Linked DNA regions of Sus scrofa: all the other regions are linked to region 1. The links are chromatin contacts, called in public Hi-C and HiChIP or PLAC-seq maps. All regions are on one chromosome and are shown on one strand. Each heading gives the region's core, a stretch centred on a gene start, on an enhancer-like site or on the middle of the called end of the contact. The rest is flanking DNA. Distances are from core to core; before and after follow the strand shown.

Evidence for each region. Hi-C and Micro-C count contacts between places; a contact is called where the count stands out from the background. HiChIP or PLAC-seq counts read pairs in DNA pulled down with a chosen protein or histone mark.
Region 2: an H3K27ac HiChIP or PLAC-seq map of skeletal muscle shows a contact between it and region 1. The contact joins two enhancer-like sites. A contact is called at or near these places in 2 of 2 datasets of contacts at active chromatin or transcription factors (alveolar macrophages and skeletal muscle).
Region 3: a contact with region 1 is called in an H3K27ac HiChIP or PLAC-seq map of skeletal muscle. The contact joins two enhancer-like sites. A contact is called at or near these places in 2 of 2 datasets of contacts at active chromatin or transcription factors (alveolar macrophages and skeletal muscle).
Region 4: an H3K27ac HiChIP or PLAC-seq map of skeletal muscle shows a contact between it and region 1. The contact joins two enhancer-like sites. A contact is called at or near these places in 2 of 2 datasets of contacts at active chromatin or transcription factors (alveolar macrophages and skeletal muscle).
Region 5: a contact with region 1 is called in a Hi-C map of subcutaneous adipose tissue, with 1.6 times the contacts expected there. The contact joins two enhancer-like sites. A contact is called at or near these places in 5 of 47 Hi-C or Micro-C datasets (embryonic fibroblasts, heart right ventricle, liver and 2 more) and 2 of 2 datasets of contacts at active chromatin or transcription factors (alveolar macrophages and skeletal muscle).

Annotation. Positions count from the first base shown.
Region 1 is chr14:56,184,181-56,190,311 of Sscrofa11.1, forward strand. It overlaps LOC110256735 (a long non-coding RNA gene), which reads left to right. Exons shown (of 4, transcript XR_002338651.1): 2 at 2,795-2,895; 3 at 4,733-4,933. Among named protein-coding and RNA genes, the nearest start is that of TOMM20, 74 kb to the left of the region's middle. Within about 2 kb of position 2,436, at least 37 of the 83 cell types and tissues checked have an H3K27ac peak or open chromatin away from gene starts, as enhancers often do. A contact at or near this core is called in embryonic fibroblasts, liver, skeletal muscle and 1 more, where this site is marked.
Region 2 is chr14:56,565,311-56,571,441 of Sscrofa11.1, forward strand. No RefSeq gene overlaps it. Among named protein-coding and RNA genes, the nearest start is that of IRF2BP2, 23 kb to the left of the region's middle. Within about 2 kb of position 3,146, at least 6 of the 83 cell types and tissues checked have an H3K27ac peak or open chromatin away from gene starts, as enhancers often do. A contact at or near this core is called in skeletal muscle, where this site is marked.
Region 3 is chr14:56,513,848-56,519,978 of Sscrofa11.1, forward strand. All of the region lies in intron 1 of LOC102158473 (a long non-coding RNA gene), which reads right to left. LOC110256878 (a long non-coding RNA gene) reads left to right here. Exons shown (of 3, transcript XR_002338951.1): 2 at 1-18; 3 at 2,105-2,539. Among named protein-coding and RNA genes, the nearest start is that of IRF2BP2, 29 kb to the right of the region's middle. Within about 2 kb of position 3,019, at least 10 of the 83 cell types and tissues checked have an H3K27ac peak or open chromatin away from gene starts, as enhancers often do. A contact at or near this core is called in skeletal muscle, where this site is marked.
Region 4 is chr14:56,474,226-56,480,356 of Sscrofa11.1, forward strand. LOC102158473 (a long non-coding RNA gene) reads right to left here. Exons shown (of 7, transcript XR_002338950.1): 5 at 4,401-5,249. Among named protein-coding and RNA genes, the nearest start is that of IRF2BP2, 69 kb to the right of the region's middle. Within about 2 kb of position 2,181, at least 28 of the 83 cell types and tissues checked have an H3K27ac peak or open chromatin away from gene starts, as enhancers often do. A contact at or near this core is called in skeletal muscle, where this site is marked.
Region 5 is chr14:56,452,990-56,459,120 of Sscrofa11.1, forward strand. No RefSeq gene overlaps it. Among named protein-coding and RNA genes, the nearest start is that of IRF2BP2, 90 kb to the right of the region's middle. Within about 2 kb of position 2,457, at least 35 of the 83 cell types and tissues checked have an H3K27ac peak or open chromatin away from gene starts, as enhancers often do. A contact at or near this core is called in embryonic fibroblasts, liver and subcutaneous adipose tissue, where this site is marked.

The DNA.
Region 1 (6,131 bases), core at 1,186-3,685:
GGTGACAGCTGTAGCTCCGATTAGACTGCTAGCCTGGGAACCTCCATATGCCATGGGTGCGGCCCTAGAAAAGACAAAAAAAAAGAAAAAAAGGTCAATAGCATTGAGCAACTGGGGGAGACAAGCGGTTCCCAAATTCCTTCCCATTGGTGCCACCATCTCGCTGCTTCTGTGTGGATTGTGTGTAGTGGACAACCCCAGGCTGTTCCCCACTTGGCGTTTAGGTTTTTACTTTGGTCACTTGGTACCCACTCTGTTATTAGCATTTCAAAAAGGTTCTTATATTTCATCCGTAATGGAGCAAAGGTTTGCAGCTGTGAATAAAAGATTGACTAAAAGCAACAACAGCAAAACCACTCCTTCTTTCAGAGTCTGCCTTCTTCCAGAAAAGTCCCGCAGCTCTGAGCAGCCAGACAGTCCGTGATGGGAATCTGCAGCACCCTGTGGGTCTGCTCAGGTTCCAGAAAGGGAAGTGGGGTGAACCATCATTACTCGTGGATAAATAACATTGGCAGCAACACAACAGTAATAACATCTTGATGCTTTTTTTCTGCGGCCAGCATGCTTCAGGTGGCGTTTTATGTGTTAGGTGCTAGGTTTCTTTTCCTTTCCTTTTTCTTTTTAGGGTTGCACCTGCAGCATATGGAGGTTCCAGGGCTAGGGGTTGAGTCGGAGTGGCAGCCACTGGCCTACGCCACAGCCACAGCCATGCTGGACCTGAGCTGCGCTGTGACCTACGCTGCAGCTCACGGCAATGCTGGATCCTTAACCCACTGAGTGTGGCCAGGGATTGAACCCGAATCCCCGTTACTAGTCAGGTTCTTAACCCACTGAGCCACAACGGGAACTCCCAGATGCTGGGTTTAGACAGGGTAGAGCCCCCGCCCTCCTGTGACTCACAGCCAACTGGGAAATGCCACACTCCACGGCAGCCAACTGTGACTAGGGAGGGAGGTGACCTCAGATGAGGGGTCTCACACAGCCTCAGGGTGGGAGGGGCAGGGAAGACCCCTGGGAGCGGGGAGTGGGGTGGTGGCAGCACCTGGACCACAAGCGTTAAGTGGAGCTTGGTGCAGTGCTCAGACAGACACCGCTGAGTCCAGAACAAGTGATGGAGGCAGAGGATTCAAACTCAGGTCTTTGCTGGCTCTGCATCCAGAGGGACTGTGGAGCTGGGGTTACCTCTGGGGCACACCCGTGTTCTTTGAGGTCTCTGCTGAGGGCACTGGAACAGCACAGGGAGGTGTGATGGGCACTCCAGCGCTCCCCCAGCACCCGGTCTTCTTTCTCTCACATCTTTTCTCTTTGCCCAACTCACTGGCTTAGTTAGGGAAGGTCACTCTCAACAAATGAAAGGGGTAAAGAATCTACTTGCTTCTGTTGCATTTTCATGGAGGCTCCAAACAACAGTAACTTAAGGGATGTGTCTGAGCAGCGCGATGGAAAGATGTGGAATTATTGGAGTTCCTGTTGTGCCTCAGTGGATTAAGGACCAAATGTTGTCTCTTTAAGGATGTGGGTTCAAACAATCACCTTGCTCAGTGGGTTAGGGATCCATCATTGCTGCAAGCTGTGGCTTAGGTCACAGATGCGTCTCAGATCTGTTATGGCTGTGGCATAGGCTGGCAGCTGCAGTTCCAATGCGACCCCTGGTCCAGGAACTTCCATATGCCATAGGTGCAGCTGTAAAAAGGGAAAACAAATTTAAAAAAGATGCGGAATTATAGATTCCCATTGCGGCTCAGTGGTAATGAACACAACTAGTATCCATGAGGATGCCAGTTCAATCCGTAGCCTTGCTCAGTGGGTTAAGGATCCGGCATTGCCATGAGCTGTGGTGTAGGTCGCAGAGGTGGCTCAGATCCTGTGTTGCTGTGGCTGTGGTGTAGGCCGGCAGCTGCAGCTCTAATTTGACCCCTAGCCTGGGAACTTCCATATGCTCTAGGTGCAGCTCTAAAAGGACAAAAAAAAAAAAAAAAAAAAAAAAAAGATGTGGAATTATCTACCAGCTTTGACAAATGATCCGACTCCAGGGATTTCTGGAGAAGAACCAACCGCACAGCAGGAGATGTGTCAGCTGGACTTTGCCTGCCCAGAGTCCCTTCCTGGGCATCGGAAGGAAGGAACCAGAAGGTCCCAGGCAGAGTCAGGATCCCCACCTCAGGTTCAGGGCAGGCCGTATGTCAGTCAGCATTGCCACCATCAACACCCGCACCCCACCCCCGCAACAATCTTTCGAGGAGCCGGGGAGCTTGCTTTTCACCTTGGCTTTGCTGAGCCTTTGCTGTGAGGCCAGAGGCAAGGGGCGTTTATCCAGGGCTGTGCAGCCTGGTCCCGTCTCCCTTGAAGCTGTGAGGGCAAAGCAGCTTCGTTCACATGACCATGTGTTGAACGGTGGTTAGATCCATTGCCTCCTGTTCCAAGAGAAAGGGAAAGGGTGTGGGGGCTGGAGTCTGGGCTGGGTGCCTGCGGATGCGTAATCCTGTGTCTGGCCCTCTGTCGGTTTCTCCTGGGTTTGGAGAAGGGGACCTAGCATCTCTTGTCCAGTCTTCCCGGTCCCAGTGATAGCAGGGGTTGTGAATTATGGACGCAGCAGCAAATGTTTTTAATCTTCCATGAAACAAAACCAGCGTGTTTTCTGCACCAGGGGCTGAGGCCGAGGGAGGAAGCGAACAGCTGCTCCGATATGGCCAACTCGGGAATGACGTCAATGCGAGTCAGTCCGGGCCAAAGACTCCACTCAGGAAGCTTAAAAGTGATACTGAAAACAAATTTGCATTTTTTCCTTTCACAGGAACTCGGCGACTCTCCGTTTCACCGAGATGTTTTCACCAGCGTTTGCAACTAGTGTGTTGAATAAGCCGGGCTCGTGGTCTCAGGGGAATGCAGCTTCAGGTTTTTTTTTTTTTTTTTTTTTTTTCTGCTGCCCCTTTAAAATGGATTCAGCGAGATGAATGTTTCCTGGCCTGGGATGAAAACGCTGGCAGGCGCTGCCTTTTTTGCTCCTCTTAGGAAATAGTCTGTCCTAAGGTCGCTTTAAATGGAAAACAGTCTCAATTTGGAATTTGAATATCCAGGCCAAGATATTAGTCAAAACCCTCAAATTTGACATCCCATTCTTCACCCCAGCTCCAGCTTAGCTTGCTTAGGGCTGGAAGCCTCCGTGGGAAAGGGGGCTTCTCTGCTGGACTCCGATGGCCCCTCCCACTCCTCCCCGAGTGGGGAGCTGGGGTTCAGGGTGAGAGGAAGGCAGAGCATAGCTCTTACTTGAGTGGGTGCGGTGGGACCCTGCTGCGGTTGAAGCTGACCTTTCTCCTGAGGTGTCCCTCTTCTGGGTGGTCACTTGCAGCTTTTCCCTCCTCTTCTTGCTGCGGGGAGTCTCTGCCCCTCCAGGCAGAGATGAGAAATAGGGACGAGGTCATCCTGGCTCCCTTCCATGAGGTCCACATCTGGCTCTGACCTTCACACATCACTCTGCCTGACAAACTCCGGGATGCAGGGTGACCCCAACCCCAGCTTGCTCCTGGCCCCACCCCCCAAGCAGAATGCTGCAGGTGAATTAGTTCCCTGTGGATGCTGTTACAAATGACCACAGACGTGACAGCTTGAAAGGAAAAGAATGTACCCTTCCACACCTTGGAGGACAGGAGGCTGAAATCAGTTTACTGGGCGGAAATCCAGTGTCAGGAGGGCTGAGCTCACTCTACAGGCTCTAGAGGGATTCATCTTGTTGCCTCTCCCGCTTCTGGTGGCTGCCAGCATTTCTTGGGTTGTGGCCCCATCCCCTCTGGTGACATTTGACGTCGCCTCCTTGTGTGGTTAAACCTCCCTCTGCCTCCCTCTAGTGGGCATATGTGCAATTGCATGTAGGGCTCTGGAAATCCAGGATAACTCCCCATCTCAAGTGTCTTCGTTTAAACCCATCTCTGTTTCCAAATAAGAGACTCTTTTTCCAAATAAGGTGCTTAATCCCACCTGCAAAGACTCTTGCCAATAAAGTCACATTTACAAGTTCCAGGAATTAGACTTGACCTCAGTTGGGCCTTTATTCAGCCCACTGACCCCCACCCCTATTTCCTTGATGGGAAAAGGCCCCAGACTTTTCTGCCTTTCAGCTAAAAGGAGTCACATGAAAAGTTCTCCAAGCAACTTTGGGGAAACCCCCAACGCGATTGAGGTGAGAGGCCGGCCCCCACCTGCCCTTCAGGAAGCACAGCTTTCTCCAAAGATACCCTTCTCAGAAAATCCTCTCTTCAGAAGCCTGTCTCTCAAGGAGCTGACTTGTTATATTCTCCAGGGGGGTGAGGAGGGCAAGGGCAGCAGGACTTTGACCATCTCCCCTGACTACTTCTTGCTTTGGGATTTCATAGTGAAAGCAGCTTGGCCTCCAGAGTGTCACTTTTAACACTCTGTTACCTTCGTGAGGACGATCTGTGGCCTTCGAGGTTGTGGCTGCAGGAGGGGCTGCAGGGGCTGGAATCTGCCTGGCGAGTCTGTCATGGATGCCTCCACCTGGGGTTGAGGGGCACATGGGGCCCCTTTGCCAGTTCACATTGCAGTGCTGGCCGTGTCCAGTTCTGGAACAGTCCAAGGACTGGCCAGTGGGAGGCGCAGGGACACCGGGGCTGCAACGTGGCCGTGGAACTCTGGTGGCAAGCGACACAGGCTGCTTCCATCTTGGTGTTTCCAGTTTGCAACTGTTTTGCTGATCTAGGAATTTCCTATTCTGCAGGTTAGCAGATTGTCATTTGATAAGGTTCAAATGCACGTGTGAACTCAGCTGAGATGGACAAGCTGGCCTGGCAAGAAAATGTGTTCCCCAGCTCTCAGAAAGTGGGTCCAGCTTTTAGGGAAGACAATGGAACAGATTTGTTTGGAAGATTCTGGAATGTTCCTAGGATACCTCCTTTTATTGCCTTCTTCCACCTAAGCAGTGAGTAAAAGTAGCCTGTCTCTTGGCTGTTAGAACAGGGAATGGAAAATCAGAAAAGACCTGGGCTAAATTCCTAAAGACGTGGGTGGGTTGGCTGCTTAACATGAAACCCACTGGCTCCTGGAATGACATTGAAAATTGCAGCTTGGAGGAGAAGTTGACAGATATCACTGAAGATGCTATTCAAAATGACAAAATCATCAAAAGCCGAGGGCTCTATCAGTGTGCCTTTTTAAAAAAAATTTTCATTAATGAATATTTCTTTTTCTTCCTTCTCTCCTTTAACCACCCCATAACCCCCTTAGATTTTTCAGTAGAAAATCTGAATCTTCTCATATTTGTCCTCAGCTCTTCTTCTTGATTCTCAGAGGCTCAGAGAGGGGTCTGTTCTGAGTGGGCTCAGCTCTCTTATTTGGACAGTCCTGGGGGGAAACGGAGGAGGGGGTGAAGACAGCCTAGGGAACCAGGCTCTCTCCAGGGGGATCAGCCTGAACCCGTTTACCTGGTACCTTAGTCTGCTCGGGAAGCCAGAACAAGGCACCAACAGCTGGGTGGTTTAACCAGCAGATAGTTCTGGAGGCTGGAGTCTGAGCTCAGGGGTGGGGCTGGGCCTCTGAGGCCTCGCTCCTTGGCTTGTAGATGGAGGCTCTTTCCTTGTCCTCATGCGACCTTCCCTCTGTGTGTGTCTGCATCCTAATCTTGCCTTATCAGTTCACCATTCATTATTTTTAAAATTTTTTGTCTTTTTGCCTTTTCTAGGGCCACTCCCTGGAGGTTTCCAGGCTAGGGGTCCAATCGGAGCTGTAGCCACTGGCCTGCACCAGAGCTACAGAAACGCGGGATCCGAGCCGCGTCTGCGACCTACACCACAGCTCAAGGCAATGCCGGATCCTTAACCCACTGAGCAAGGGTAGGATCGAACCTGCAACCTAGTAGTTCCTAGTCAGATTCATTAACCACTGTGCTACGACAGGAACTCCATCAGTTCACCATTCATGTTGGAATAGGGCCCACCTTCATGAGCTCACTCGACCTAAATGACCTCTTTAAAAACCGTCTTTCCAAATACCTTCATTTTCTGACCTTCTGGGGGGTCAGGACTTTGACATATCAATTTTGGGGATACGGTTCAGCTTGTCACACTTGGGAACCTTGATCTGAACTCAGCCACTCTGGACCAGATCAGAATTGAATTCCC
Region 2 (6,131 bases), core at 1,896-4,395, 380 kb after region 1:
GAGCAAGGCCAGGGATTGAACCCGAGTCCTCATGGATACTAGTCTGGCTGTTAACTGCTGAGCCATGATGGGAACTCCCAAGATTGCTATAATTTTTTATAGAGATCTAGTAGTCTTGTAGCCTACAGAAAAAGGACTGAACCATGAGAAAGAGAGAGGTGACAAACCTAAAAGGAGAAGAGAGAGAGGTAGAAAGAAAACGCAGAGATGGAAGAAGACAACAACAGTAGCCAATGCAAACAAAACCCTCATGGCAAGCCCTGATTTTTCTCATAAAATGTGTGTGACATTTCTTAAACCCTTCCCTAATTTTCCCCTCAGCAAAGTCTGGCTGTCCTGGACACAAGCATATTACACAACTTCTGCAAGTCCTTCCCTCCAGCAGGTGCTGAGAGGAACAGGAGATGGACAAGATTCAGACCCTGTTCTCAAAGAACTTGGACTCTATTTGGAAATTTCAAGGTATTGCATGCTAAATCATGGATCCGATCTCAGATGGCATTCAAGCAGGAGCTAGCTGGCCGGATGCACACTCCAGGTTCGAAGAAGGGAGAGGGCTGAGCAGGAGCAGTGGGGGAAAGGTAAGCTTCATGGAAAGGATGGATTCCAGTGAGGCCCGAGAGGAGGCTCACCAGGGGGGAGACCAGGGGACAACATCAGGCAGAGCAGAAATGGGGGTCATATTCTTGGAGACCAAGAAGAATCTATGACTCCTGCTACTGAAGGGTAATTACTGGGAGGTAATGGAACATGAAGTTTATTTATTTATTTATTTATTTTTAGAGCCACACCCTCAGCACTCAGAAGTTCCCAAGCTAAGGATCGAATCAGAGCTGCAGCAGCCGGCCTATGCCACAGCCACAGCAATGCCAATCCTAGATGAGTCTGCAACCTCCTCTACAGCTCATGGCACCGCTGGATCCTTAACCCACTGAGCAAGGCCAGGGATCCAACCCGCAACCTCATGGATTCTTAACCTGCTGAGCCACAAAGGGAACTCCTGAAATTTGACTAAAGAGTGAGTATAATATGGGAATTCCAAGGGCTCGGAAACTCACACGCAGAGTGGCATTGGGGGTTCCAGGATGGCTGATGATGACAGTGGTGGGTGGGGAGCCGGCCCTGGCAGAGATGTTTGTCAAGGATGGGGCTGACGGGCCATTAGATTCTGAGAAACTGGCCCAGGATGGCAGCACAGACAGGCTAGTAGGTGAACTATCTCAACGAAGATAAGGCTTGGAGACTAGTCTGATTTAGGACATGGATGAGGAGAGGGCACGGAAGAGGATGCCCAACCTGCGAATATAGCCCATGGACATGAATGGGAGCAGGACTCCTCCTGGGAGAAAATGACAAATACCCAGAGAAATGAATAAAAATGACTTGCTGTTAAGGGGCAACCTCCGGGCAAAGAGAAGACCCCCTCCTCCCAGCTCCCAGAGTTAGGCAAGGATGGTAACAGGTGACACTAAGCACATCCGACAGGAAATGGCCAGGCCACCCTGGGGGCCAGGCAGGGCAGAGCAGAACTGAAGCTGGGAGCGCTGGGGGCTCAGGATGCTACCCCTTACTCCAAGGATCTCTGAGTATATTTGTGCTTCACAAGCACCATGTGTTCTTTCCTTCCTCCGCTGAAGCCCTCATTCAACGTGTGCTATTTGAACACTCACGTGCACCAGGTATGGTGCTGGGTGTCTCGGCAGAAAGAGGTGAGATGGAGTCCGGGCCCTGGGAAAGCTCTTCGTTTACAGGGAAGGCATGAGAAACAGAGAATGTGAGCCAGACATCTGATGAAAGCATTTAAAATAGCCCGATGGGGTATTTACTCACAGATGCTGTGTTAAATTGGGATTAAAGAGAGTAAAATTCCAGAGATCCTTAGAAGACTCCAGGAATTCTTGGCAGGAGCAGAGAGTGGCATGACTCAGGGTGAGAAGTTTGTCTCAAAGTACAACATATAAGAGGCGAGGGCTGTTGTCACAGCGGCCTGGGGATGCTAAGCAGTGCAGACTCTGGGAGGCTAAGATGCAGGGAACTTGCCTTTTAAATTGCAGGACCAAACTGAACAGAAGAAAATAGGCTAGTTTTTCTCTTAACTGATTAGGAGACATTGAATGCTATTCCATGTATCCAAATGTCATGAAATGCAGTTTTTCTGTTCATGAGCAAATGGCATATAGGGAGAGTAAACTCAAATCTCACGTGCAAGGTCACAGCTCTGCGCCCAGGCAGCATTTCTCCATCCACCAGGCATGGAGGAGAGACAGGCTCGGGGCAGAGGCGGGGGCTTCCATCTGCCATTCAGATGTTCCCGATTTAGGTCCAACGGGGCTGCAGGGCAATCACCGCAGGGAGTAGAGTTGAGAGACAGGAGCTCTGTCCTCCAGGATCAGTTCTTAGATCTGCACACATTGTGATCTCTCATCCCTGAGCTTCTCTGACTCCCCCTAACTTCCCCCACGCACGCCACTCTCGCCATCCCTGAGTCCCAGATGCATTGCAGAAGCCTGGAGGCTCGGCTGAGGGTGAGAGGCATGCAAAATAGGAAAGAAGTATAGCAAAGTTATTAACCGCCCAGGTTTGGGCATCAAAAAGTCTGTGTTCAAATTCAGTCTCCACAATGCAATTAGTTGCGAATCACAAATAAGTCATTTTCTTCTTTTTAAGCAGAATTTTTACGCTTGCAAAAGACTAGCATTAGTTGGAGTTCCTGTTGTGGCTCAGGGGGTTAAGAACCCGACTAGTATTCATGAGGATGCAGGTTCCATCCCTGGTCTCGCTCAGTGGGTTAAGGACCCTGCACAGCATAGGCCACAGATGCGGCTAGGATCTGTGTTGCTGTGCCTGTGGTGTAGGTCAGCGGCTGCATCTCCAATTAGATATTAGACCTCCTAGCCTGGGAACTTCCATATGCCTCGGGTGCAGCCCTAAAAAAAAAAAAAAAAGAAAGAAAGAAAGAAAGAAAGAAAAAGAAAAAAGAAGAAAAAAAAAAAAAAGACTAGCACTGGTCTTGAAGGGCTTTTGGAGTTTTGCATATTGAATGAAATACTCTACTTAAAATGTTTAGTGCGCCTGCTCTCCTTAGTACGTGCTCAGCATGTGGTCCTGGGTATCAGAATGTGCCTGTACCCATGTCCTGAGCCAACACTAGGACTAAACAGTGCTGTCTGTGCCCTTCTTTGCTTCTCTCTCCTAGCAACCCCAACTCAAACACTAGCTACTGAAATACTAAACCCCGTTAATAGGCAGCTTCATCTCTGAGACACCTCCACAGTGCAGCATGGACCCCACTTTGACCTCCACTGCCATGTTTTCCTGCTAATTTTCTGGTTAATCCAACAATTTGAACAAGAGTGTTATCCCTGCCCCCCACCCCCACCCCCCCATCTCCCACCGGAAGACAGACATGCCAGCAACTGGTGGGGAGCTAGGGTCATGGCAGCACAGAGGTAAATCTTGCCCAAGAAACCCTGTAGGAGAGCCCACAAAAGAAAGAGGCTCTTAGCCAAAGGAGATTTTATTTTGCAGTTTCCAAAAGGTAAGGGAACACTTCCAACTTTTTTTTTTTGTTTGCTTATAGGCTCGGAATTTAAACATAGGACACTGAATGGCCAGAACCTTGGCCCACCCCTGAGTACCCGGGGCAGGTTGCCAGCACCAGGAGTTCGAGTTTCTGCCCAGTAGGCTTGTAACCTGAACTTTCTATTTCTAAAATCCCAGTTCTCAGTAGCCAGCACACATTTTGAGCCACAAAATTCTGAGAATTATTGCCCTTGTCAGCTGCTAAGTCACATGCCCTTCAGTCTGCTCCCTGCTCCTGGTATAATAGTACTTCTGTTAGAGCCTATGAATTTCACTGTCACATAAAAATTGGCAACTCTTTTAATACCACCCAAGGCTTGCCATAATCACCCAGAAATATACCGTCGGGGCTGTCATAATTCATCCATTTTTAGGATCCCTCAGGATCTCCAAATACAATGACTGATAGCAAATTAATAGATACTTTGGATCTTCCCATTTAACTTCATCAAAGAACTGACCCCCAGGATGAAAATTTCGTTTAATTAGGATAATATTTCATATTTAAAGAGTGCCTCCAAGCCAAGAAGCCCAGAGATCTTATCTCTTCATTTTCTTTCTTTTTTTTTTTTTCTTTTTTTGCTTTTTTAGGGCTGCACCCTCAGCATATGGAGGTTCCCAGGCTAGGGGTCTGTCTAGTCGGATCTGCAGCTGCTGGCCACAGCCACAGCAAAGGGGGATCCGAGCCGCATCTTCAACCCACACCACAGCTCACCGCAATGCTGGATCCTTAACCCACTGAGTGAAGCCAGGGATCGAACCTGCAACCTCACTGTTCCTAGTCAGATTTGTTTCCACTATGCCATGACAGGAACTGCTATCCCTTTATTATCAAAGCCGCATTGCCCGTCACTCAGAGCCAACTCTTAGAGAACAGGCATGTTTGTCCCCATTTTGTGGATGAAAAGAGCTTGCACACTGCTGCACAGTAACATGTAAAATGACCATTACAGAGTTAGGGGCTAGGGATGTGAACCTAGTCTCCCCATTCACACTTCACTGCTGACTTTATTTCCTTAATTTATGTCTATGAACTATCAGCAGCACAAAAATACATACAGAATCTTTTTTTTTTTTTAGCACATGTTTAATGAATAGGGGATCCTGTGTACATGGCAAAGCTGTAAATAGATGTCAGTGGTGGAATGCTGGGCTGGACAAATATAGAACGCAGCTTGTGCTCAGCAATTTGTTGCGCGCCCCCCCCCCCCCCCCACAGAGCCCTGGGCTGGTATGTTAACTGGTCTGTTTGGAAGATTTTTTTTCTTTTCTTTTTTCCTCTTTTTTTTTTTTTTTAAAGGTTCGGTTCCATGATAGCACAAAGAGCCTTGTGTTACGTTCTCAACACTACTATTTATACCCTGTGACCCATTAAGCACTGATTCCTTGGTTGGGGTTCTCCCAACATCTTGAGAAAAAAAAAAAAAGGAAAAAATAGCCTGACTGGAAAAAAAAAAAAGAGCTTTCATTTACAATACTTGAGTCAAGAATTTGGAAACATGACCCCAGTCAAAGCCTTCAGAGGCCTTGGTATCAAATGTTGTTATTTTTGGGTGGCTTGAAAATAAGGCTGCTTGAGGAATGGACAAGGTGCCCCAGTGGCTGTGACAGGAAGCAGAGCGGAGCCGGGGTGGGGGGGCCTCAGCCAGGGGCAGCCCGGTGCTGGGCTGGCCCCACAAGAGGAATGGGCAACTTGGCCAGAGCAGAATATCAAGGGCTCTCCTGTCACCCTCCCTCCAGGCAGAGGGAGGCGTGATGGCCACATCTCCCTCCTGGTTTCCCAAAGGCAGCCTGGCGCGCTCTTCCGCCCAAATACCCTGGGAAAGAAAGCTTGGTGATGTCTAACCCCCACCCCCTCCTCCAGGGGATTTCTTTTTATTTAAATACACTGTTTCCCCTGAAAGGGAACTGCCTCCCCCTTTGGGGAGAGATGCCCACAGGAGATATTTTTATGCTCTGTCTGCAGTGGGTGAAAGGGAATCCTGGCTTAAGATAGCACCAGTCATGCCCTCCAGCCCCGCGGGGCAGAGTCAACGTCAGAGCTGAGGCATTGCCTATGTTTGGGAACACCACTCACTTGCCGTGTCCGCCAAGTCTCCCTTCCAATTCACGCGTGCCCATGCAAGCACACGTACACGCCTGCGCACATGCACACCTGTGCAAGAACGTACACGCATAATGAACAATATATCCATCCATGCAAGTACGCATACACGCACGCGTGCACGCACACGCATGCACGCACACGTGCATCCAACTTAGGCGCCAGATGGCCATCTGCCCGTGTTGTGGACACTTAGTACATAGTCAAAAATTATTCTGAGGGAGCGGGAGGGACCTGTGTGTGATACTCCTCTGCGAAAATAGCTAAGAAAGGCATCACATGAACTGCTTCCTGAGCTTCTACTGGAGTGAGAGGCAGGAGGTCTCAACCCCATTCCTGCATTATTTACAAGCCCTCGGAGTTACCTTCTCAGAAAAGGTCTTTAAAATATTTTAACTTGATTCCTCTTTGTAAGAAAACCAATGTTTAACTGCCTATGAACCCT
Region 3 (6,131 bases), core at 1,769-4,268, 330 kb after region 1:
GACTGTGAACCATTTCTGGTGAATATTTTAACACTTGCCAAAGATTTGACCATTTCTGGCTTTCCCACCGACAGGCGTCGCAACAGGAAATAGGAAAGGGGGGGTGGTCCAGCATGTGTGCTGAAAATGTTCACAGGTGCTATTTGCACATGACTTGCCATCAAACGGGGGTAAACACTGCTTCGTTTCTATTGGTAAAATTTTAACACAAGATAAACTTGCTGACTGCAAAGGGTACCACATGACTGCTGTGTGCATGATAGCTAATATAAACAGTCAGGGTACCAGAGGCCTCCTGGGGTCCAGGGACCAGTGCGTGGATCTTTCTGGAAGGCCAGCCAGCCACAATCTGCTCTGGGTCCCAATCCACACAGGAAGGAACAGGCCAGGGGGGTAAAGTAGGAGCTTCGCACGGTTGAATGTGATGGTGTTTGGTGACTAACTGCTCCTAACCCCTGACTTTGAGTACTCACTACACTTTCTGCCAGGAAAGCCTGAAGCCATGGCCACTGTCTAGATTATGTTTTTGACCAACAGAATCCTAAACAGAAATGGCCAGCCATGGAAATGCATCTTGTAAACCAATCGGGAAAGGAAGAAAGTGTCTCCAGTAGGGAGATGGCACCTGAGATTTCTGAGGATATTATTTCTCTGTGATCAAAAATTGCCTTGGATATATTGAGAATACTTTTATGAGCATAAAAATGACTGAAGGAGACTTGAAATATTTTTCTCTCATGTCAGTTCAATCCACAGAGCTATTAAAATTTTCAGAACTTCAGGGCACTGAAGACATATATTATCTGAATATAAGCATTTGGTTAACTGATAACCAACCTGGTACAACTGGTTAGTGGGTAGGTTGCTAACACTTTCTATGTTTTCTATTTACACAGAACTGAGTTTTTGCATCACCTCACTTATCCAGAAAACAGTTTAGAAACAAGACATTCTAAAAATTAAAACAAAACTTGAGAAATAATTTTCTTACACATATACTTTTCTCGTAGGAGAAATGGCCCTTAGGCCCAGACTCAAAAAGTAGTCATGTTTATTGTACACACAGCCCTAATCATTGTGATTTTCTCAAGTTCATGCCCAGAGTACTTTAGAAATAGAAAATGAGAAGTAGGGAGAGGGTTTCCTATAGACAGGCATATTAGCAAGAAGTAACTGCTGACACCCTAAAGAAGGGAGGAAATAGAAAAGTGTAAAAAGCAGACAGAAGAATTCTAGAAGGCCCAGTAACGTAGGGCCTCCTAGTATGTCTGCATATATACCCATCTACCTCCACTGCCTAAGCACACGACTTTATTATACAATAATATCAGAACGGGTTCTCATTATGACAATGTCAGGACCAAGAAAAGAAAAAAAGATGTTAAATAAAGCCTCCAGACTCTTTCAGAAAGCTGGAGAGGTTGAATTGCCTTTTTGGGGGGCAGCACCTGCATCATATGGAGGTTCCCAGGCTAGGGGTCTAATGGGAGCTGTTGCGACGAGCTTACACCACAGTTACAGCAATGCGGGATCTGCGACCTACACCACAGCTCAGGGCAACACCAGATCCTTAACCCACCAAGCGAGGCTAGGGATGGAACCTGCAACCTCATGGTTCCTAGTCGCGTTCGTTTCCACTGCGCCACGACGGGAACTCCTGAATTACACGTTAGAAAGTTTTCTGCTCAAAATGTCTTTCCTTTCCTTTCTTTTCCCTTCCTTTTCTTCCTTCACTCCTCATTCTTTTGCTTTGAACGTCAAGCTCTCAATGGCCCAGAACCCCACTCTCTAGAACGGTTACTTTCTCAAAGAGAGATGGGATTTCACGGTGGCCATGCTAATAGGTGCCATATATAGATGTGTGATTATTACATATTGTGTGATTAGTATTAGTTCATATCCTTTAAAAGTCGTCTCATAGTTGTTCTATTTCTGAACAGTTGAACCATTGTTAAAGATACTTTTACTTGGAAAGAGAAGAAACAAAGCAAAACACGAATGGAGGGGCTAGGTTGGAATGAACATCACCTTACTAGTGCAGCGGGAGGAGGGCTTACTTAAGGAACACACAAAATTTCACTGTCTCGCTGGTTTGTACTTTCAGCCCAGCTCACAGACAGACCTCCACAACGGCTCACTGCCACCAGAGCTTTTCTTTCAACTGATGAAAAACTGAAAGAAAAAGCTAAGTCTCCTCCCCATGTGATATAGAAGAGATGTTGGCACATTCGCATTTTCATAAGGAAAAACAAGTTGAACTGCGGCAACTCTGGAAGTCAGTCTCATCAACTGCACCCTCCTTTCGCACACGGCAGACTCCTGCGCGCACCCACACTCCTTACGTGGGAACCTCGTCATGTATGGAACGTGTAATATCTGTCAGCGCTGCCCTTTAATGAGCGATTCCTATGAGCCAGGCAGGGGGTCAGAGGGCAACATGCCCCCTGCCTCCCGTGAGGAAACTGAGGCTTGAGAAGTTTAAGCACATGTTTTTAAAAACATGAAGCTCACAAAAAATAGAGATGGCATTTTATTTATTTATTTATTTTTGCTTTTTAGGGCTGCACCTGCAGCATATAGAAGTGCCCAGGCTAGGGGTCAAATCTGAGCTGCAGCTGCCAGCCTACACCTCGGCTACAGCAATGTGGCATCCTTAGCCCACTGAGTGAGGCCAGGGATCGAATCTGCATCCTTATGGGTACTAGTCAGCTTCATAACTAGCTGAGCCACAACGGGAACTCCTTCCCCCTTCACCCCATCCCAAAGTCACTTCTTAACCCACTGGGCCAGGAAATCTCCCAGCGAGGCTTAAATGTTTATCTCTGCCAATGACTCTCATTTTCCCAAGAGCAGGGAGGGTTGGGAAAACAGCCACTTTACAGGTAAAGACCTGGGATGTGCAGTGTGATCACCAGGCACGCTGCTGCCATGTGAATGGGCACGTGGCCTCTCTGAGTGTCTGGGAAAGCCACATGCCAGGCCTGGGAAAGGCCACAGTGGGAAGAAGGCACATCCAGGGCGGGTGGCTTTTGCAGCAGAAACCACCTGCTTAGATGCCTCCCTGCCACTCAGAGGCTCTCTGCAACAGTGGGGAAATGTTGCCAGTCAGGCGCATGCTTTCCAGTGGCAGCTGCCCGTTAACAAACTATAGTGACCTTGGCAACACGTCCTGAACACAGGCCACCGGCGTCATACAGCAGTCCTCTGTGACGCAAGGGCACAGCCAGCCCTGACGACTGTTCAGGGACTGGGCAGGAGAATTCCAGGGCCCCTGCTTTTTCCTACTTTGAGATACTTAGAAGACGTAGATAAAGCAACTGGAAAACAGAAATGTGTAAACTGGAGAGAGAAAGGGAGAGGAGAAGGGATTGACTTTGGAAATCATCAGCCTGTCCAACTAACATACAGAGAAATATAACAACCATTGATCAAAGTATCAAGTTGTCAGCGCTTAAAGAGAAGGCTATGAAAGTCCAGAGCTGTACAGCTGTATAACAAACCAAGCCTCTTGGACTAACCGAACTTCCTTCCGAGACAAAACAACAGAAAATGAGGCATCCAGGAGATCATGATGGGAACTTGCAAAAACTTTGCCCCATGCTTCAGTGAGGCTGGGCGAGCAGGTGAGCCTGGGTCTTACACACTTGGGCAAGGCTTAGATTCCTTGGCAGTTTGCTTGGGCAAATGTGCCCAACCTTTAGGCATGTCTCATTCCTCAGTGATATGTGACATTCACGAGTACCCATAACAGGATCTTCTTGCCATCATTGTCCAGACAAGATGGGCATGATTTCATTTTGGGCATGCATTCAATGGCCAGCACATAAAAGGGGGTAGATAAGCATTGGTCGAGTGACTCACACGGGCTCTGTAAATATTCGTTCATTGACTGAGTCATCAATGAAATAGTATTTAATCATAATTCTCCAGCTCACTACATTAAAGCCAAAACTTGGTGTCCACGTTTCTTTTTCTTCTTTTTTCAATGGCTGCACCCATGGCATATGGAAGTTCCCAGGCCAGTGACTGAATCCAAGCTGCAGCAATGCTGGATTCTTTTAACCAAATGTAGCAGGCCAGGGATAGAACCCGAGCCTTCGAAGTGACCCAAGCCACTGCACTCAGGTTCCTAATCCACTGCACCATAGTAAGAACTCCTCGGTGTCCAGGTTTCTGACTTATGGAGAAAGAGTCTATCATTTTAAAGGAATATACATAAATATAAGAACCTTAAAATTAATATTTCTGACATTAAAAAGTAATACAGGCTCACTGTAGGAAAATCTTAAAATACTAGAAAATGTAAATAACCAGAAACAATCGCTTGTAACCTCATAATCCTGCCACGAGAGATAATGAGTTAACATTTTGGTGTAGTTCTTTTCAACCATTTTCTATACATATACATAGACAAACTTACACATTTAAAATTATAACTATGTGGACTATTTCATTGTGAATCTGCCTTTTTCAATGCTGGGCATTTTCCTTTATCAACAACTATCTCTGAAAATATGATTTGTAAATATGTATACAGCATTCGTCACATAGATGGACTATGATTTATTTAACCATTTTCTTATTTTTGTACATGGATTTTGTTTCCAACTTTTTCTATATTATAAATAATGCTTCAGCCAACATACTTATTTATAAATCACTTTTGATAATATACTTATGATTATTTTCCTAAGACAGCTATCTAGAAGCAGAATTTCGAGAGCAAGGGATATAAGTACTTTCACAGCTCTTTTGACACAGTTCTTAAAAAAAAAAATTTTTTTTTGTCTTTTGTTTTTTTAAGGCCATATCTGTGGCATATGGAGGTTTCCAGGCCAGGACTTGAATCGGAGCTGTACCCTCACAACAGCCACAGCAATGCAGAATCCAAGCGGCATCTGCAACCTACACCACAGCTCACAGCAACGCCAGATCCTTAAACCACTCAGCGAGGCCAGGGATCGAACCCATGTCCTCATGGATACTAGTCAGGTTCGTTAACCATTGAGCCATGACGGGAACTACTTAAAATATTTTTTAAAACTCTTTTTACCACATGTAAGGACTAAGATCTAAAGGAAGTTATGGGGAAATATGACAGGTTTTTGGTTTTTAGTTTGCTTGTGTTTGCCTCATTTCCGTTAGCTCAGGCCAGGGTAGGGATTTGTCATCTTTAGAGTTGAGAATCCCTGCTGCTCATCAAGTTTCCCCCTGTGTCTCAAGACCACTCGCCCGAGAGGTTCCTCTGTTGCCTAGGGGCTGTGTTGTCTTGCCCACATTTGGGGGCCTGGGACCTATGGTTCAAGGTCACCCTGGTGGACCCTCCGCAGAACCAGGAATTTCTCTGCAGAGCTGATTTCAAGGCTAGACACACACTAAAACCAAAAGCCAACTGTCTTAAAAAAAGCAAATAAAAATACACAAGAAACATTGATTCTGTTGAATTAAAAACTAGATTATTTCCTGACTTTTGTATTTCTTTCTACCCGTTCTTCCCAGCATTCTGGCAGGTTTCCGGAATTTCAAGGGGGCATTTTAGTCAAAGCTGTTGCTTCCAAAAAAAAAAAAAAAAAAACAATGGTCATTTTTTTCCTATGATGTTTGCTTTATACAATTATAACTTGAAGAAAAAGCTGTTATTTTACACAGCAAAAAATTAAGGTTGCCATTTACATTTAAAAGGCACCTAGGGGAGTTCCCTCTGCTGCTCTGTGGTTAACAAACCAGAACCTGATGAGTATCCATGAGGACAAGGGTTCGATCCCTAGCCCTGCTCAGCGGGTTAAGGATCTGGCGTTGCCATGAGCTGTGGTGTAGGTTGCAGACACAGCTCGGATCCCCCTTTGCTGTGGCTGTGGTGTAGGCTGGCAGCTACAGCTCCGATTGGACCCCTAGCCTGGGAATCTCCATATGCCCCAGGTGCGGCCCTAAAAAGACAAAAGATAAAAAAATAAAAGGCAGCTAGGGTTTCTAACTGCATTTAAAGGCAGCTTTTGCTTCTCTGTTTTTTTAAGATTTTCTTTGCAATAAGCACAAAATATATTAATCATAAACACACTCTTCCTCTCGTTTCCAGGTAAATTGGATTTTAATTATTATGATGGATATATTCTCCTAAGTGCTTCTTGTTA
Region 4 (6,131 bases), core at 931-3,430, 290 kb after region 1:
TCCCAGGCCAGGGACTGAATCTGAGCTGCAGCTGCAACTTACGCTACAGCTTCAGCAATGTTGGATCCTTTAACCCACTGTGCCACAGTGGGAACTCCTTGCCTTGATAATCTGAGATCTCTCTTTCTCTCTCTCTCACGCCCCTCTCACACACACACACACACACACACACACACGGTCCTAGGAGCAGTGGTGTGTTTATTGCTTGATGGCACTACCACCTTGCCCAGCTTCTCATCCATCCTGCAAGCCCTCCCTCAGCCTCTGAAAATGAAGGGTTGCGGCCCTTTAAAGGATGCTCTGCCACCTGACCCCTCGCCAGCCCCTCCCCCAGACCTCCTGCTCCCTGCCATCATTTCCACTATTTTGAACTTTCAATGCTGTCTACTTGTTGGCTCCTTTCCCATGTCCTTGGAACATGCCAAGGACATCCTGCTCTAAAAAACCCCTCTCAAATGACTGCTCCATGTCATGCCTTCCCTTCACCATCAAGCTCGTTTTTGAAGAAGGGTACCTTCATGGCCTCAAGGTCCCCTCCTCCACCTGTTTCCCTGCCTCTGAGATTCAGCGTCTGCACCCACCCCGCCTCCCCAATACATGGCTCTCTCATACTCAGAGCCGCTCTTGGGACATGCAGGATCCCTATGTTTTGGCCTTGGGACCTGCCAATCACCTTCTGTGGTGACCGTCTACACTCCTGGCGGATGACCCCCAGATGCAGTCTCCAGTCTTGATCCGGATCCTGGGGTACAGAGGCTGTATTTCCAGTGACTCCCTAACCAGTCTATTGGGTCACCCCGTGAAAACCTTGACACTCAACTTGCCCCAGAGGGACCAGCCCCTTCCTTCTCCAGCCTGCCCCTCCCCTAGTCTGCTGGTTTATGTTACCAGGCGCCTTGCCAGGCCGCCTCCAGGCTAGAACCTCAGGATTATTTTAGATGCTTCCTTCTCCTTCCTGCCTCATAATCAGTTGCCTCCTAATCATCTCCTAAATCTGCTATCTCTTGTCATCCTGCCCCTGATCTTTGCAGTCTAGCTGACCCATCTACAAGCTTAGTCCTGGCCTCACCCCCGCCCCCCCCAAGCTGTGAGTAGTAGCAATTTTAGGCAAGAGCCCCAGCTTCCGCTTCACTGGTCTCAGCTCTCTGCTTCCTGATTTCTGCTTTGTGTACCCCCCCACCAACACCAGCCCCTGCCGCCCCCACTTGAGTTTTCCATTTCTGGCCACTCAGGCTCCCCTGGTTTTAGATTTCCAGGTGCTTTTCCACAGTGACTCTCCACCTGGCTTCTACTTCTGGTGTGAGGTATCAAGTCACACCTACTGTCGCCTGGGTAACATCTTGGTCCATTTCTCCTCCTGTGGAGCCTACCAGCCAAGCCGGCCTTGGGTCTCTCACCTCTGTGCTGTCACAGTAACGTTATTCTCTGCATGCCTGTTCTTTCACTGGACTGTAAGTCCCCTTGAGGACAAGAAGGGGCCATTATTTCCTTGCCTCTGAGTTTCGTTCCAGGCACAGCGTAGGATTAGGAAAATGGAAAGAATGTGGTATATACAGGAAACATTTAAGAATGATTCAAGGCAATCCATGTCCTGGAGAAGGACAGGGAGGGAGGGGCTGCTGTGGACTGAGTCAGTCTAGGAAGCTGGATCCCAAGCTGAATGCAGACATTGTAATTATATGCCCTAAAAACAGGAAAGTGCTGCTTACGCTGATGAAGTCTATCTTTGAACTCCGCCCAGTGCCCTGAATTCTCCACTTACTCTGTTACCTTTTCTTAACCCAGCTGGGATGACTAGGGCCTGTAAGGCCAAGAAGGCTGTCATGAGAGGTGTGGCCCAGCCAATAAGGGGCCAGAGGCCAGCAGCTTCCTGCGTGTTAGCGCCAGGAGTGTGGGAGGCCGTCTTCTGTTTACTTGGGGACCTTGGGACCTTGGGGCTTCGCTTGGCCCCAGAGGAGCTCAGAAGTGTGCATCACTCCTCTGAAGACACATCCAGGGAGTGTTTGATTGTGACTTCTCCCTAGAGCCGGCCTCCAGCCAAATGTGAATAGCCCTTGTAGAATCCTGGCTGGTGCTCAAGGCCTTCTTGGGTTTTTCCAAAGAAGTGTCCTGGGCCTTCTCATTGGTTTCTCCATTTACTGTTTCCTGTCATGCTATCATGTGATTGGAAGTGCTGTCCTTAAGGCTGTGTCCCTTTGGTACCATGAGCTCAAGCTCTGCTCCCGCCTAGCCTCACCCCTAGCCAATCCCTTTGGCTGAAAGATCCCTGGACTTCCCTGCAGCATCAGCCTGGACTGCGGTTTTCCCTAAGACCCTCTGCTAAGCTGTGCATTACAGGTCGGGGAGGGCCCTGTTTGGATCTGGCTCATTCTGAAGGAACTCCGGCCCTTAAGAAGGAGGGGGGGTCATGCTGGCCATCTTCTCAGTTGAGTTTTGGCAGCCTGGCCCTTCTTCATCACCAGTCCCTTCTTCCTTTGGACCACTCCACTTGCCCAGCTGCTGCAAGTCCCAGATGTTCCAGAAGAGCTGCTAGGAGCTGAGAGTTTGTGTGGGCAGAGAGACACGGGCCAATCCCACCACAAGCAGTCTAAAAAAATGGTGCCCAAGGGAAAGCATGTCTTGACTTTGGCCCTCTTCCACATGGGTCTGTCCCCTCAAAGATGCGTGTGCCCCCTGGATTTCACTGAATTCTTAAGCTTGCCGCAGAGGTATTTATAGCCCAAGAAAGTTGCTCAATGGTCTTATTCATGGCCTGCATGCAAGCTCTCACGAAACCCTCTGCTGGATTCCTTGGTTCCTGGAAAGCCTGGGTGAATTTCACGCAAAAATCATTTGAGCATATAGTCGCATATTAACGTGCGTGTTCAGAAGCCAAAATCCAAGTCGTAATAGGGTTGCTCACACTTTGGGATTTCCAAACCTAAAAGAAGGCTCTTTAAAAAGAAAGAAAGAGGGAGTTCCCTAGCAGCCTAGTGGTTAAGGATGTAGAGTTGTCACTGCTGTGGCTCAGGTTCGATCCCTGGCCAGGAAACTTCTGCATGCCATGGGCCAGACCAAAAAACCAACCAACAAATAAATAAAAAGGAAGAAAGAAAAAAAAAAACAATGAGACAAACACATAAATAACAGAAAACATTCTAAGATTCTCAAAAGCTTCTGTGTCTATATTCAATGCATATCCAGGTAAGTGCTTTCTTTCCTTGCCTGACCCAACCTTGTCTTCAGCAATAGACAGATTAGATGGAGAGAGAGATCCAAAGGGAAAAAAAAAAAAATCGCAGTCTTGCTCTCCTTAGAGTAGTTCATCACGTTATGGAGAACAGCCCAGCTTTTTCACATATACTGAACTTGCTAGGTGATGGCTTGGAATTTGTACCCTCTCAGTTGATACAGTCACCAATCACCCTGAGTGAATCCTGGAGACATCAGTCCCTTGGCAAATGTTCCGGGGATAATGCAATTCATTAATGTGCCACTGGGCCGGCTGCTATGTTAAGCCAACCCGGGCCAGGTCACCTTGAAGAATTTTCATGGCTTTTCCGCAGTCTGGCAGCAGAGCCTGTCCTGACCCGTCTTCTTCAAGCCTGTGGACTTGGAGCTGCCCGCCTAGTATGGAGGGGTCCAGAGCCTCGTTCTTCGTCCTGGTTCTGTGCCCCTCAGCCATCTTTCAGTCCCCCCTGCTCCCAGGCTGCTTTCCAGCTGCATCAACAGGGGTTCCCCCCAAGAACCAGTCTTAGATCATCTATACATGGCTGGGCCTGCAAATCTTGACAAAGCACTTTCTATAAGCCACATGAGCGGGGGCAAAAATAACAATAATAAATAATGCCTCTGAGTCATCCATTAACCTCTGCGATGCCGCCTCCATGTCAGCTGTCATTTGCTAACAGTGTCACCCAGAATCCCTGACTAGGCCAGACAAGCTTTGGCATGTTCCCTCCCCAGCAGCGCTGAGCAGCCTCTCCTCCCTGCCCATCTGTCCTCTTCTGCCGGGCCGGGCCTGTTTCTTTCATGACTGCTCTGAGCTGGGCCCACCTGATTCTCACTTCCATGTCCATGAAAGTTTCCATATCCTCTGTTCCCCTCCGGTCTTGCCTGCAAACCACAGTGTTCCCTGCTTGATGATGCGCTGCTTTGCTAGCCTGCCTTAGGAGACTTCTGTGCCCTGGATTTTTCCAAAGTCTCTGGGTGGGGTGTGTCTTGAGAAACCTCCACCCACCAGGGCCATGGGGCTCCGCCCACCAGGGGCGTTGCTGCAGAACCCAATGGGCCCGTGCCTCCCTTTTCCCACCTGGCTTTGCTCTTGCTTAGCTTGACTCTCAAGGCTTATCGGGACGTTCTTCTCTCTCTAGGGCCTGGACCAGAACAGCCTTGGTAATGAACACACATCAGCAACTCACCTACAAATGGTGGCAAGGTCTTCCTCTCCGGGAGGCCTTGCATTTTAGTGAGCTGAGCACATCAAGCCAAACGCAGGCCTCATTTGCAGCCTCTGGTCAAAACCACCAGTCTGGTCCAGAGCATCATTTCATCCTGCAGCTTCTGGTCTTGCTCTGGTTCTCGGCCATCTTGAAGCATAAACAGGGAAGGAGGGGCCACGTCTGCAGAGTGCCACTCACTTCTCATGTGGTTCCTCAGCCTCTGGGCTCAGAGGCCCCCAAAGCATTTCTTCTCTCATTTTATGAATTGTGTACCACACGGCATTTGGTCACCCAGCGTGAACCCGGCCCATGGGGTGCTGAGGCTCCCACAGGGTTGAGATCATGGTCACTGGGCCTTCTATACCTGAGGGGAAGTTGTGGGGTGTGGGCAGGGAGCTGTGGGCCCCTAGGGAGGGTGTGGGAGGGTCTCCACAAATGCAGTGACATTTGCTGTGAGTTTAAAGGCGGGATGAGGAGTTTGACAGTGAGGGGGCCAGGGTGGTCCAGCCAGAAGTGCAAGAGCCCTGAGGGGCCCTGGGGGGCTCTGATGTGTGCAGAGCATGGAGGGGAGGCCCCTGTGTCCAGCCCAACTATGATGGGCCTGGCCACCAGTGGGGATGTCTGAGGCCACGGGAGGTCCCATGTGCCTGCTAAGGCAGCCGGATGTGTCCAAGACACCACAAAGTCATTGAAGGTGTTCAAGTGGAGCTGGCAAGAGGGGTGGATCAGGGAGGCCAGGCCTGGGCAGGGAGATAAGTCGTGAAGGTCCTGGTCAGAGACGGTGGGAAGACTGGCTTTAAGTCTGCAGAATCGACTACGCCTGGTCACCTGTTGAGTAGAGAGAGAGAGAGAAAGCCTTGAGAGTCACACTGAGATTTTGAACTTGAGAGGGTAGAGTCAGGAGGCAAGGCAGGATGAGACCTTGCTCAGTGGGTTAAAAAATCTCTGTGGTATAGGTGGCAGATGCAGCTCAGATCTGGCTTTGCTATGGCTGTGGTATAGACCAATAGACTGGCAGCTGTAGCTCTGATTCAACCCCTAGCCTGGGAACTTCCATATGCCATGAGGGTGGCCCGAAAAAGAAAAAGGGAAAAAAAAAAAAAAGACCTGAACAGATTCCCATAGGTAAGACATTTTGTAAGATGAACTAAAATGAAAATGAAATTTACCAGGGATTATACACAAAGTTATGCACCTCAGTTTTGATGGTTAACACCCTCCTGAGTACAGAAGGAGAGAATGAGAATAATGAGAAGTGGAATCACAAGGTAGAAGCAGACTCTCGTACAACCAATGCAATTTATCCATAAGGAAAATTAAGCCCAGTGAGGTTCAAAGACTTGCCTGAAATCTTAGCAAAGATTGTTTGTTTGGAACCAAAATCCATTTGAAGACTCTCAAATTTAAATAGTTTAATATTAAAAACAGAGAAACCTTGCAGAAGCTAGTTGCAAGAGATTTAGGGGGACCTTGTGGCAACTGGCAAGTCTTTGGTTACCTTCTCTGACTCTATTTCCACCCCCCGCTTCCAGGAGCGTCCACCAGGCCCTCTGCAGCCTGTCTTCCCTGCTGGCTCTTAGCCATCCAGAGAAGCAGGTTCATTTCCACATCTCCATGATCTTCCAAGGCTCCTCAGAGCTAACTGACCTGGGAAGGGTCTCCTTGGCCCACCCAGTTTGTGGCCCAGGACAGTGGTAGAGGGTGGTGCTG
Region 5 (6,131 bases), core at 1,207-3,706, 270 kb after region 1:
CAAACAGGATTAGCCCAGCGCCGAGTTGTTTTTCTCCCTCTCCTCCAACTGTTCCAATGACATCATCCCCGCTGCATTCATTTGCCAGCAGGGTGGTTTTTCTCCCTCTCTCTCCACCTCCCGCCCTCCCTCGCTCCCTCCATCTCTCTCTCACACACACCTCCACTCCCACTTCCTTCCTGTGGCCGCTCCCCGCGCCTCTGCCTCGCTTTAAACGCAATGTTTTAGGTCATTCCCCTTGTCCGGCATCCCTGCAAAATTAAAAATGCCCTGGTGCTCGTACATTTCGCTGAATCAAGCCAGACGTTGTATTTTATTTTTATAACTGAATTCCTGTGAGATAAAAATCTCATTTTCCTTAGCAGGCTGTAATCAGCACTCGCAGGGCTGTGGTTTCCAACTGCCTCGTCTTGTGCTTCCTTATGAAGCTCCGCTGAGAAATGAATTTGGCTCCCATTCAGGTTTAAAGGGCCCGAGGCCGGTCATATGTTGCTCGTTCACACACACACACACACACACACACACACACACAAAATGTGTGCACAAAGACCATTGCACACGTGCGAGCACCTGCACACACACCCACAGCCACGCAAACAAAGGGTACAGAGATACCCACTGAGACAGACGGACACGCAATCAGCACCCAGGGTCACTCTTTTCCTTGCAAGCAGGAGACCAGGTGAGTAAGTAGAAGCCAAGAGCGTCTCCCCCGCCCCTCCCCCAAGGCTGGTTTCAACCAGCAGGCAGGCAAGCATTATGCAACTAACGGCTGGGTTCATGAAAGGAATGGAGGTTCTCCGACTGCACAAATGGGCCCCCGCCCCCCCACCTCACTCTGATTCATGAACTAGTTTTCAGATTCATGAATCACTCGGGAGCCAGCAAGAGAAAAATGAGTAGTATTGATCTCATGGCGATGGAAATGGACTCATTTATGGCCGTGCTGGGTGCGGACAGCTTTCCACCAGCAGACACTCGTCAGCGTCCAAGGGCTGCAGGAGGTGCCTCCACCTGGAGGGGGCAGGGATGCTTGAGGGCTTCTGAGGAGGCTCCCCTCCTCTGATTGTTTAATGGACATAGAGAGACCTACTGGGACATGGACTGTGGCTAGACGCCTCTGTTCTCCTTGGGTCGGTCAGTGGCCCTCTTTTGAGTATTTGCCACCTTTTTTCCTTTTTTTTGGTCCACTTTGAATGAAATCTTTTAAGAGGCATCTCAGAGCAAATTCTTTTCTGGATTTCTGGTGACTTCTCAAGGACTACCTAAAATAGAAATTCACCTTCTACTAGGTGAATTTAAGTTCAAGTTCAACTAGGATGTCTTGGGGTTTGCTTCTTTTGCAGCTTTAAGGCAAAGAGGTAGCTTTGACACTTTTCAGCCCCTTGCACGTTCTTCAGCAGAGAAGCCCTGGGGATACAGACTCTCTAGATTTGGAGTGATCCCATTTATGTCAGGAAAGGCCATCCTCCCACTGGACGAGTGTCATCATACAGATGGGGCTCCGGGATTTCACAAAATCATTCTTTTCCTGCCCAAATGGAGTGATGGTGCTCTGGACTGACTTGGGGAGGTGGGCACTGAGCTGGGGTCTGGTGGCATCACAGACAGGGCCCTCCAGTCCCTGGCAGGTTTGTGAAAGGGGACACTGCTTTCCAAATACTTTCGTTGGGCCCCTTGAGTTTCAACTCAACCACTTTCTCTCTTGACACATGCCCCTCAGCCCAGTCCTGCTCAGCTTGTTGGACTCACCTTCAGGGGTGGGGAAAGCTTCCTTTCCTCTCTAAAACGCTGCAGTTGAGACTGTCATGGGTAAGCAGATCATGATGGCGATTGGCTCTGATTTGCAGCTTTGAAATGGGATTTTGTGTGGTTTTCTGTTCCCAGGTCTCTCCAACCACCCCCACCCTCCCAGCTCTGGGAGATTTAAAACAACCAATTGGACATAGACTTTTCAGAAACTGAACAAATGTTGGCAGCCAACCACCAGAAAAGGATTCGATCCTGAGCTGCATCATTTTGGATCAGGGGTTTGGAAATTAGATTCTCGCCCATTGACTTCAGATGGACAGTCGCGCCATCCAATGCATTTAACTTGGCAGGGATTCTGCGTTGTGACCTTGCCCTCATTTATTTCTGCAGTGCCCAGAGAAAGCGGGAGCAGCCCCGAGAAGGCCGAAGAAGATGCATTTGTATGAATTTCAATAAGCTGTGGGTGCAGAGGTGGCAAGGGCGGCTTGGCATTTCATGAGGTCCGTGAGAAGGTGCCTTTCAGCTCTGAGCAGCCCCAGCTTTCTTGTGCTGAACCTGCAGCTAACTGGAGTCTCAGGCCTGCCGGGACACTGCGGGTTAAAATCACTCCCATGAATGTGCTGGCTGGCCTCGGAGCAAGCGGGGATAGTGGGTTGGCTCATGTTTTGCATTAACTCGTTGGCTTTTTTTCCACTGCAGCCTCACATTCTCTGATAAACTTGAGTTGCTAGGAAAGCTTTATGTAACACCCACTGGCCTCGGCTCCTCAGAGCAGCAAGTGTTCTGTTTCCAGAATTCCCCATAAACCTGGCAGCACATCAAAACCTCTGTTTCATAACAGACCAGAAATAGGATTTTCTAATAACATTCTGAGCACTGGACGGATGGTGCAGGGGTCTGGACTTTGATAAATCATTAATAGTTCACTAAACAGAGACCCCCATGATGCCCAGCCTGCTACCTCTGGGGCAACGGTGGGAGGTAGGGTCGGAAGAAGCCTGCGGTCTCTACATCCATGATCTGTTGGCTAGTGACCTGTGGTCCCTTGCAGAGAATTTGCTAAATAATCTCAAACATATTGAGGATCTTACTCATGTTTAAAAAAAAAAAGAGAAGGTGGGGGGGGACTACCTTCCTCCTGCTCCTTCCTTCATTCATGAAGAATGTGGTTTCCTTTTATTTTGTTGCCAGGCAGGCTGACAGTTACAGATTTAACCCCCAGCTTTCCCCTGGGAGAGGGCAGAACTCTCTTCAATGGACACACCTAGTGTGGGGATTCAAGGATCCTCGTGCAGTAGACGAATGGCACATTTAAGCCTCAACCCCGTGGGTCATGGGCTGACGAGACAAAGAAGCGGGGTGGCCCCGCCCTCCCCCTGACACCCATGTGTTGCCACCCCTCCCAGTCCGGTCCTGGTTTAGATTATGACAAGGGATGGGAGTTCCCTCCAAAGGGCCATTTGCAGCCTATTTAGATGTCACTCGGGAAAATTCTTCCCGGAGGTCCCAACTACATCTCCTTTTGTTCCACTGTATCTGTCCGTGCCTTCCTTCCCGCTCTGCCCTCCATGCACTGTCAGCATGTGGACATCATTGCTGAACAAAAGAAGCTCCAGGTATGGCAGGACTGTTGAGACTCACCTTTGGGGAGAAGTCAGTGTGACTCATGGCACAGCTGCCTCCAGCCCTGAGGATGCTGCTCTGTGGACACCCTGCATCCTGGGCTGCATCCCCACCACCTCCCTCTGAGCCTCCCAGGGTCAGCTGTCTGGATTCATCTCAACCACTCAGGGGAGCCTGGGCTGACGGCCCCTTCCCTGAGCTCCTCACTATCCGTTCTGGTATGTTTCCCTGTGTTAAGCTTACTTGTCATCTTTCTCTCCCAGATCCCACCAAACAATCCCTGCATTGTTCACCTTCTCATTTGGGACTCTCGGGCCCCCAGAAGTACTAACTCCGGGGTTCCCAGGATAACCCTCCCCAGGTTCTTTCCTCCACTGCCACTGACATAATTTCTCTGGTCTCTCTGGTGTTTGCAGCTCTTTCCCATTTGGTTTCATCAGTGTCTCAATGACCTGTTATTTACCCTTTCTTCTGGGTCATTAGTAAACATAATCAAAAAAATGCTCCTCCGCCATCCGGCTGTCCCTGTGCTAAGCAGGGCCCTAGGGAAGGCCACCCATGTCCCCTGGACCCACCCAACAGCCCTCATCCTAAAACAGCGCCTCGGAAATGGCAGTCGGGCGGCGGGGTGGGCTTTCCTTCCCAGGCTGAGATTTCATATCCCCATGATCCATTTAGTGTCTGGACACCTGGTTGCTATGGAGATGGTTGTCATAAAAGCACACTGATCTGTGGAGAGATATAAAACCGAGCCTGCGGTACACGATCATCGGGCGCATCAGTTCAGAGAAATGGCGGGCTGCTTATCACTCCTCTTTGTTGACACAGGGCCTCTTCCTTTCAAACGCATCCTGGGTGACCTTCTCAGAACGAGGCCAACGCCAATCCATTTCGGTTAATATTTCGTAAGGGACAATCAAGGGCTTCACCAAATGCCAGATGCCCCGGTCTTCCTGTCCCAAGCTGAGTCAGCCCAGAGGAAGAGGACGTTCTTCTCTGGCACAGCTTGTTCTTTGCTGACTGTCATCGATCCACCAGCACAAGAGAGCAGGCAGAGTGAAAACACTGTCCCCAAGGACGCTTCAGATCAGGTGGCTGGGATGAGTAACAGGTGTGAGCAGGGGAGACCTTGCATGCACTGCCCAGTCTGGAGACGCAGAAACTGGAGGGACCCCCAGAGACCGATCCAGGAGGTAACCCTGTGTCTGTCACCTGCCAGCTTTGGACAGAGTGATTCAGCAAGACACACACACAAGGTGTGTAGGGCCGTCCGCTAACCACCATCACCTCCTTCATTTGACTTCTCAAAGCACACTTTTGTTGTTCACTAGCTTAAGGTTAATTTCTCCCTTGGTCTGGTCTATGTGCAGAAACCACTAAGGCATTTCCCTCCTCTTGCTTGGCTGTGCAGCTCTGGCAGGTGCAATTCACAAAGCATAGCTAGAGTCCACCTGAGATTTGCTTGGAATGGGGACTGAAAGAATGAGCTGGTGTCCTGATTTTTAGCTCTGCCACCTGGGAGCAGGAAAGGGGCTGGAAAAACCAGCTCTGGCGGTGGCCGAGTCGTGGATGCAGACCAAGGTCCGCTTCCAGGCTGGCTCCCTGCGCTGGTGGCTTCCAGTAGTGAACCCATCTGTATTCGCACCTGAGACCCAGCTTACCTCTGTGCGCTTTCTTCTTTTGGAAGATGTCTGAATTCTGGAAAATGGGTCATAACTCAGTCGTTGACTCAGTCTTGGATCTTTCAACCATTCCCTTGATTACCCAATGCCTCAGTTTCCTTTTTTTTGGGGGGGAGGGCAGGTTCTATTTAATACTAAACAGCATTTTTAAACTCCTTTTGCTTTAGTTAAGCCTCTCATATTGTTACTGAGAGAGGAGGTAAGGATAAGACCCAGACTAATATGTGTGACTCTGAGAACAGCAAATGCATTTATCATGCATCACAGCAACGTGAGATGCAATGTCGTGTTAAGACACCTGTGTTTAGTACCCCCTTTGCACAGGATGGCATTAAAAATAATTGCCTCTAGAAAACAATCTCACAGTTACTAAAGGGGAAAGGATGGGGGAAGGGTTACATTAGGAGTTTAGGATTAACAGATACACACCACTATATATAAAATAGATAACCAACAAAGATTTACAATATAGCATAGGGCATTATATCTTGTAATAACCTATAATGGAAAATCATCTGAAAAAGATATATATAGAAAGATATATCTATATAAATATAAAAGATATGTGTAAAAAAATATATATATATATAGGAATCACTTTGCTGCACTCCAGAAACTAACATAACATTGTAAATCAACTACACTTCAACTAAAAAAATAATAGTAATTGCCTCATAGTGTCGCAAATTCTTGAGCCTGTTCCACTAAATACCCTGGGATGCATGTGTTATTTCAGCCTCTCATTTGCATATCTTCAATTTCTCTAAATACTCCTTTAACCCCTCCTTATCAATAGTTTATTGACAACATCTTCATTATTTCCCAATTGTCCTTAGCCCTTATCTTCATGTTCCTGGTTTAAGATACTTTTTAAAGAGCCATCTAGAAGCTCAGCTAATGTGGAACCGTCTGTCTAGCTTTCAACCCTCTCCTCATTCATGAAATGGCCCTATTTTTTCTTTTTCCACACTCCTCCCCTTGAACAAAAAAAGAAAAGAAAAAAAAAAGCAAATGTGTTTAAAAAAACATGTCCTCTTCCCCTTACTTCCTTTAGCTGTTCTGCCTGGTGTTTTT